Linked DNA regions of Oryctolagus cuniculus: region 1 is linked to region 2. The links are chromatin contacts, called in public Hi-C maps. All regions are on one chromosome and are shown on one strand. The core of a region is the stretch at or near the end of the contact, and the rest is flanking DNA. Distances in the headings are between cores, read along the strand shown. Region 1 overlaps TRIB2 (tribbles pseudokinase 2). Region 2 has its middle 190 kb from the start of TRIB2.

The links. A called contact is a pair of places that touch in the nucleus more often than the background predicts.
Region 1: a contact with region 2 is called in a Hi-C map of embryonic fibroblasts, with 3 times the contacts expected there. The contact joins two enhancer-like sites. A contact is called at or near these places in 4 of 6 Hi-C or Micro-C datasets (ear pinna, embryonic fibroblasts, psoas muscle and 1 more).

Annotation. Positions count from the first base shown.
Region 1 is chr2:190,028,682-190,032,500 of mOryCun1.1, forward strand. The region is part of intron 1 of TRIB2 (tribbles pseudokinase 2); the gene reads right to left. Among named protein-coding and RNA genes, the nearest start is that of TRIB2, 3.8 kb to the right of the region's middle. Within about 2 kb of position 1,745, at least 1 of the 8 cell types and tissues checked has an H3K27ac peak or open chromatin away from gene starts, as enhancers often do.
Region 2 is chr2:189,841,439-189,845,184 of mOryCun1.1, forward strand. No RefSeq gene overlaps it. Among named protein-coding and RNA genes, the nearest start is that of TRIB2, 190 kb to the right of the region's middle. Within about 2 kb of position 2,008, at least 1 of the 8 cell types and tissues checked has an H3K27ac peak or open chromatin away from gene starts, as enhancers often do.

The DNA of each region.
Region 1 (3,819 bases), core at 495-2,994, 190 kb after region 2:
GTAGCTCTGGCAGTATCTCATTTACCTTAAAAAGACAGAAACTGTGTCATATATCAGCAATTAACAGATGAAACAGCTAGACTCTGCATAATGGTTATCTGAATTCAATACATTTATTTTACAGATATGGAAACTGGGCTCAGAGAGTCAGCCGAAACTCAAGCCCCCAGTGGCGGAGCTGGGGATAGGACACAGGCCACCTTTGTTTTACTGCATCTTATTTTTATTTACTTTCATTTTATTTGAAAGGGAAACAGACAGACACAAAGAGAATGGTCTTCCATCCACTGCTGTACTCCCGAAATACTGAAAACAGCAGGGTTGCGGAAAGCCAGACCCAGGAGCCTGAACCTCAATCTGGGTCTCTCACGTTGGTGGCAGGGACCCAAGTACTTGAGCCATCATCTGCCTCCTCCCCGGCTGCACATTAGCAGCAAGGGGCAATGGAAGTGAGGTAGCTGGGACTTGAACCAGGCACTAGGATACAGGCTACCAGCGCCCCAAGCAGTTAGTTACTTAACCAATGCGTCCACACCTGCCCCCAAAAGCTTTCTTAATTGGAAAGCACACTGGCTCCTTCCCTTCCCTCCACAGTTATCTGACTCAATGAACCAGTTATTCACTAATTTTTATGAATCAACCTGAGCCTGTGAAAATGCCACCTCATTGTGGAGTTGCCAGAAAACCTACCAGCAATACCTTTTGAAAGACCTGACAGATACAAGCACTACAGAGAGGTTTTGAGGTTAGAAAGAAAAACTTTCATCCATCTCCAGCCGTCCACTGAATCAGGAGCAGCCAGTGGGCTGGGGGTGTGGTCCCCATCTGCACCAGGCAGGGTTGAACCCATTCACCGTGTGCCTGCGCGAGGAGGGGCAGGTGTCACGTCCGACTCTGGACAGTCCGCACGGCGGCAGCCCCCTAAGGATGCACCTCATGTTAGCAGTTCACAGCCACCGAGCTAAATCGCTGGTGCATTTGTTAGCACACCATTTGCTTCATCATCATTTTCCAGTGTGCTGGGGAAAACGCTGGCCCAGAAATCACCAACCTGGAGGCTGTGATCTGGGCTGGGCCACCCATCATCTGCACAGGATGAATAAAGCCCTTTGGGTCACTGACCTTGGTCCCCTTCACAAAATGCAGATGCCGATTTAGGACACTGTTATCCTTTCTGGGTCCTGACCCCGCAGGACCATCTGTTAACAGCTCTGTCGCCTCACCACTGGGGATGCCCCACTCTGAGACGCAAGCACAGCACTGCTTTCATTTGAACAGGATCCACAGGGTCCTCAGAAGCCCACGGAGAGACAGGGGCGCCATTTAGCTATTCATGAATTAAGGTACTCTAAGCGTCAAAAAAAAAAAAAAAAAAAAAATCTGTGAGTCAAACAGATAATGAGAACCTCAAGAGGGCTGGTGCTAAGTCGGGCCGAGAAAGCAAAGTTAACAGTCACGTTGTGAATGAACCATAATGAGGCATCTCAGGAAAGCCGCGCAGCTGCTGCCACTATAACCTAGAATTTAAGAATGAATGCTTCGACATCTCCTGGGACCACAAATCACACCCTGATACTGTCAAACGATGACCTAAGAGCGGTGACCTCAGAGGCCTGTTCAATTAGGAGGACTCTGAAATGCCTGAGTCAATAGTAATACCCGGACTGCCGGCAGCAGAAACCTGGGGAAGCCTCAGCAGTCTGAGAGAGCTTGCAGACGCTGATGTAAACACGCCGCCTTATATAACGGGGCGGTGTAGCCAGAGCACCCGGCTGCGGTGCTGTCGCTGGTACCCATCGAAGCCAGATAATTTATAACACTTGCTGGTTCCAGGAGCATTTAAAAAAAGGGGGGGGGGGTAATTTTCTTTTTTTTTTTTTCTTCCTCAGGACTTCTAGCATGTTCCCTTGCTCCACTCCAAAAAAACCTGAATGGACACAGAACAGAAAAATCAAACATGTCCATGGCATCTTCCAGACGTAGCCATATCCTTCTGTCCAAGAGAGCAGATTCCAAGATGGTGGACAGAGTATGAAAAATAAAACAAGTGCATGTGTTTTCCCAGATGGGAAGGTGACAAACTTTTATTGGTAGCTGTACCAGGCATTTATGGGTTTCGGACTGGTATTTAAACCATCACCTTCAAGCGCAAAATCAAGCCAGACACCTGGTTGCCAGCTTCTTTAAAACGTTTAATTTGGAGCGTCAGTTATATAACATGACAGTTTAACTAAGGCAGTCAGATGAGGCCATTGTTAATAATGTTAAAAAAAAAAAAAAAAAAAAAAAAAACCAAGGGTGGGGGCGCCCATTCTGCCAAGAAGGTAATGATGTCAATCTGCACAGCAACTACCAGCATTTTCATGAACAGGATGTAGCCACAGGCTTCCTGAAGCTCCTTCCCTCATTTGCCTAGGCAAAGCAGGCACACAGAGACAACAGACAGGCTTGGCTATTTTATTTAAAGGACCCCAGAATCTGACTCCCTCCAAATGATGTCCTGGAGAATTTCCTGTGCAGTCTTCGTAACAAATAGCATCTTGACTTTTGATCTGTTTTTGTAAAAGCTTTTTTTTTTTCGTTGGGTCAGCACAGCCCTAGGAAACAGGAACCCTACAGTCCAAGACATCAAAAGGAACTTGATTCATGTGTCCATTTCACTGAGCCTTGAAGTCAACCAAGAGCTCAGGGCATCTCTCTCAGTAGCGGTAGTTCACAGAATAGTCTTAGAAGACTCACTGGGAGCTTCCTAGGCTATATCCAACTGTGCTTGTGTAAGAAGTCCCTCACGTCACCTCTGGTAAAAAGGCAGAATACAGAAACCGCTGTATCTTAAAGGGATGACCTCTGTCAAGCACAACAATGATACTGCACTTAAATCCACTCGCAGTCGCACTGTAATTGGTGAGGGGCTGATTCCATCTTTGCAATAACTAAAGCAGCAGATTAAGTACAGTTTCAGGCCAGAGAGCAGGTCTGCAGTTGACCCTGTAAGGTCAGCCCGCAGTGAAATATGTCTTGAAGAGTCTGACGGGAGAAAAAGAGAGCAGAGGCCAGAGTCATCTCCGATTTTAAACAAAGAAGTAGCAGCAAGATGCTCGCGCAGAATCTGGCTCCAGAGTCTCTCTACTTAAAAGCATCCTCAGCCTTTGAAAAATATTAAAATGCTGCACTGAAGTTGAGCAAAAGGAGTGAAAACACTCACTGCTGGGTGATTGTGCATATTTCATTGGAGGCAGCAGCTCTGTGGAATTCATTCATTTCAAAGGATGACTGTCCTATTGTGCAACCTTGCAGGACTTCTGAGAATCCAGTCCAGCTCTGAACTGCCTACTAAATTTTGGTCAAATGGGCACAGTTGCTGTGGGTCTCAATAACTCAGAAAAGATGCAAAATACCGCAGGCTCAGTCCAAGCAAAAAGCAATATTTAAAGCGGCTCCGGTTTCTCCCTAAGGTCTGAGTCGGACAATCACAAAACCGACCGGAGAGCTACACCAAACCCAATTTTTGCAATGAAATACTCCAGTCCAGTATGAAATAAGACAAGTTCACAAAGCAGTCTGTGGCTCATGGTAAGAGTGTGATGCATTATTTGTAGTACAGCTGTGCACTGAGCCTGTTTCAAAGACAGCAGGAGTCCTGGCTCCCCACCCCCGACCCCCACTCTCCCCCCCAGGAAAAACAACAGAGAGCAAATCTAAAATTAAATGACAATGGATTCTTGATCTATGTCCAATTCTGGGTAGCAATGCGCTCTACTGTACTTCCCCTCTTCAGCCTCTTGTCTGGTGCCCGGTGGGTGCACACAAAGACACAGA
Region 2 (3,746 bases), core at 758-3,257:
TATCTTTCTCCCTATCTCTTCATCCTCCTCTGTCACATGATGTTTCAAAAAAATAAAAACAAAAGAAAGAAAAAAAAACTAAATAAGACACTGCTTGACATTCTGAAAAATTTATAGTCAAAAGGAAGAATAAAGCATATTTGTCAGTAATTCTATTGAATATGGTAAGTGTTAAGGGAGGTACACAGAGAACTGCCCAGCTCAGAGGTGTAAGGTGGTTGCAAACAGTTCCATGCAGCTTCTTCAGAGAACTTAATGCTAAATCTTGAAGGACAAGTCGCATGTAAAAGAGGTACCTCTCTTTAGGACAGAGGGAATGACATATCCCATGATGCAAAGGCACAAAGTCAGGCAAAGCACGACTCATATGTGCAGTTGCAAGGAATCCCAATAGTCAAGTGAGGGGAGCACAGGGACACTGGGAGAGACCACACCTGGAGGGCCCTGTGTGCTGCAGCCAAGGGTGTTGTTATGGATCATCTGGGAGAGTAATTGTCAAACTTTCATGTGCTACAGATTACCTAGGAATCTCCAAGATGCAGGACCAGAGTCTCTGGGCCTCAGGTGGGGCCTCTCAGGACAGATCCTCCTGGTCCCAGGTACAACAGTGACAAGGCACATGCCCGGAAAACTTGTTACAGATACAGAAGCACAGCAGCCTCACTGCAGACCAGCTGCATCAAAAGTTGCATGTCCACAGGTTCCCACAGCACATAAAGCACGTGCAAATCAGAGAATAGCAGATACAGAGCAGTGGTTGCAGCTCGGCTTCCCTTGGGCATTGCCTTGAGAATATTTTTTAAATGCAGAACTGGGCCACACTCATTAGAGAATCCTGAATTAATGAATCAAAGGTGAGACCTGGAGGTGTGTATTTTAAAAGTCTTCATCAGTGGTTCTGAGACACAGCCACATTGAAAATCATTGATCTCAGCAAGGGGCAAGAAAACCCAGTGCATTAAAATGGGCACACAGCAGTAGACTAGCACTGAAGTTTGTGGGCTGCTACTTAGCTCCCCGGTAACATCTCACAGTGCCCACCATGTCGGTCGGAAGTCCATCCCCAAACATTTGATGTGACAGCAGAAACCCCGGATGTCTTTTCATATTGAAAGTGAAACTGTGCTTAGTTTTCTGCCAGCACACCTTAACCAAAGGTCTGGCGGTTCCACCAAGCAGAAAAAGTAGGACTCTCTCCTTTTCTAAGCTTTATGTTTAAGGATTTGTTCAATACAAGGGACTTCCTGCCTCGTGTGAGGTACTGTGTTAGCAGAAGTAGGACCTACAAAGAAGTTCAAATAACCTTGTCTCATCTAGTGAGCCACAATCCCATGCTCATAACAAAAAAGCACCTGTGAAGAGGTCAGGAGTGTAAGACAAGGAGGTGGAGCAACCCACTCTCCTATTTCCCTGGAAGACATCTGAACTTCACAAGTGGCTCAGTGTCTCAACCTAGCCTCTGAAAAATGTAAAAGGCATTGCAATAATCTTAGAAAAGGGAGGGACATTTACTTTTAAGCCTGACAACTTAAAAACGCATTTTAAGCACTCGTAAATTGCTGGGGGAAAATCTATTCTATTAACTTTTTTCCAAATAAATATCAAAGAAGCCTTATAAGTTGTATTAAGACGAGGTTTTATGATTTCTTTTTATTAATAAGTAGTTAATACCGTAATTGTTTCTTTGCATAACAGAACTATTATATAAAATGAATATATTTAAGATAACTACATACTCATTTCTTCCCTTTCTATGAAGTACGTTTTCTTTAGAAGCCAAATTTGTGCCTTGGAAAAGGCAGCCGAGGAGCCAAAGTTGTAATTTTATGAAACCACAAAAGGCTCTTCTAAAGGGATCTGACTTGAATACACACTGCAAGGAAATTAATAGTCTCAGCTCAAACATCCTCTTTAATCCGTCTCCTTCTGCTTCTTGCAAGGAGGGGAAGAATGCCGTTGTCAAGCTAACTTAGGAGAGGACAAGTGTTGAGCAACATGCTGTTGGCGTGAGGCCATGAAGTCCTTTCTGGGGTATCTCAGCAGCCTTCAGGGAACTGCCAGGCCAGAGATGCTTTGTGTGTCATTATCAATTTGCACTCTGATTTCCTAACAGTTCAAGAGGCCTTTTGACAAAATCATCCATTTAGGTCTAATAATAACTCTGGATTTTTGCTAAACGTCTCACAACCTGGGAACAGGCCCAAGAGCTAAACATACTTACCCTGCATGAATTCCTTTCACTGAGTCCAGAGAGGACAGCAAAGCAGACTCCAATATCGGGGATGTGTTCCCTTTTTGGAGGTCTTTTCAGAAGAATCTTTTCGGCTCATTTAGAAAGTCCACCTGAATTAGCAGTCATTGTGGGTCACGTTGCTGATTTCCAGACCTATCCTGCGTTGGTAGCAGTTAAAATGCAGTAGGTCCCTACTTCCTACTGCATCATAGAATTAGAATGTATAATGGGTTGAATTGACCTCCTTCCACTTAGGTAGTCACAAAACATCTCATTCATTTCTAGTAAGTTACATTATCCACTGACACCTGTCTCCTGAGGCTCCTATTTCATACCAGCAAGCCTTTTCCATCAGAAGGCTCAATAGTGATGTTGATTCACTTTTGTCCATAGGAAAACACAGACATAGCCCAGCCTCTGACTCTCAAAAAAAAAATCTGTGAATTTGTTCAAATATTTTCCAACTGCCTCTTTCTTGTAGCACACCGTTCTTTTCTTCAAGGCAAAGGTCCAGCACTCCTTTGGGGATTACTTATGTTGTCACGTGAGGATCACAGTTCCCTTGTGGTCCACGGAGAGTGCAGCCCACACGTGCAGCACATGGTGAGGGAGAAGACCAGGGAGGAGAGCTGCAGAAACAGAGACCAGTGCTGGTATGCGAAGTGACCAGAGAGCAGAGTTCAAGTCTGAGATTGACAGGCCGGGCCTTACATGGTCTTGGACCTTAGCTTTGTCTCCCAGATCATTGTACCTTTGCAGGACAGTCCCTGATCTGAAAGGTCACTTAGCTTTTTTTTTTTTAACCTGTTCCTTCTGTCACCTTTTTTTCTCACTCTTTGAAATATCTAACATAAAATGATGAAAAGGCCCAAGAATGAAGTAAATAAATGCAGTTTATAAGAAAAAAAGAAAAACTCCCATACAACTTCTCTGTGAGCATTTCCACTTATATAGCACCCCCGGCTAGGTCCACATCTCAGCTCATTGCATGGATAGTGAGTCCAGAACCACTAGGTGGTCTTCCTCAGGCCGAGTGGACACAGCTTTCCAGGAGGTCCTGTCTTTGTGAACAGCTTTGCTTTCTGGAGGGTAAGGACTGAAAGCATCCGTATCATCTCCCACGTGCCTGCTTCTCAGTGAGAGGCAGGTCCAAATGTTCATGTCAATATTTGCATAGACTACAGCTTTTGAAATGCTGTAACTGCTGTGAGCAGTGTGCCCTCATGGAAAAGAGCCGTTAGCAATTCAGCACATTTTGCTTTCATTATTAAACATGATGACGAGGAAGAGAAGCTTACATACTTAGAATATATCCAGGTTCTTTCTGTAGAGTCTGGAAGTATGTTAAAATGCTGAAAATTACTAATAATTAAAAATTACCTATTTTCTTTTGGGGGATTAATTCAAGGAAACTACCCAAAACATAGAAGAAAGCCCTTTACATCTGGGTAATCAACTTTAGGGTGTTTATAACAATAAAAGGTGGAAAACATTGTGAATGTCCAAATTCGGG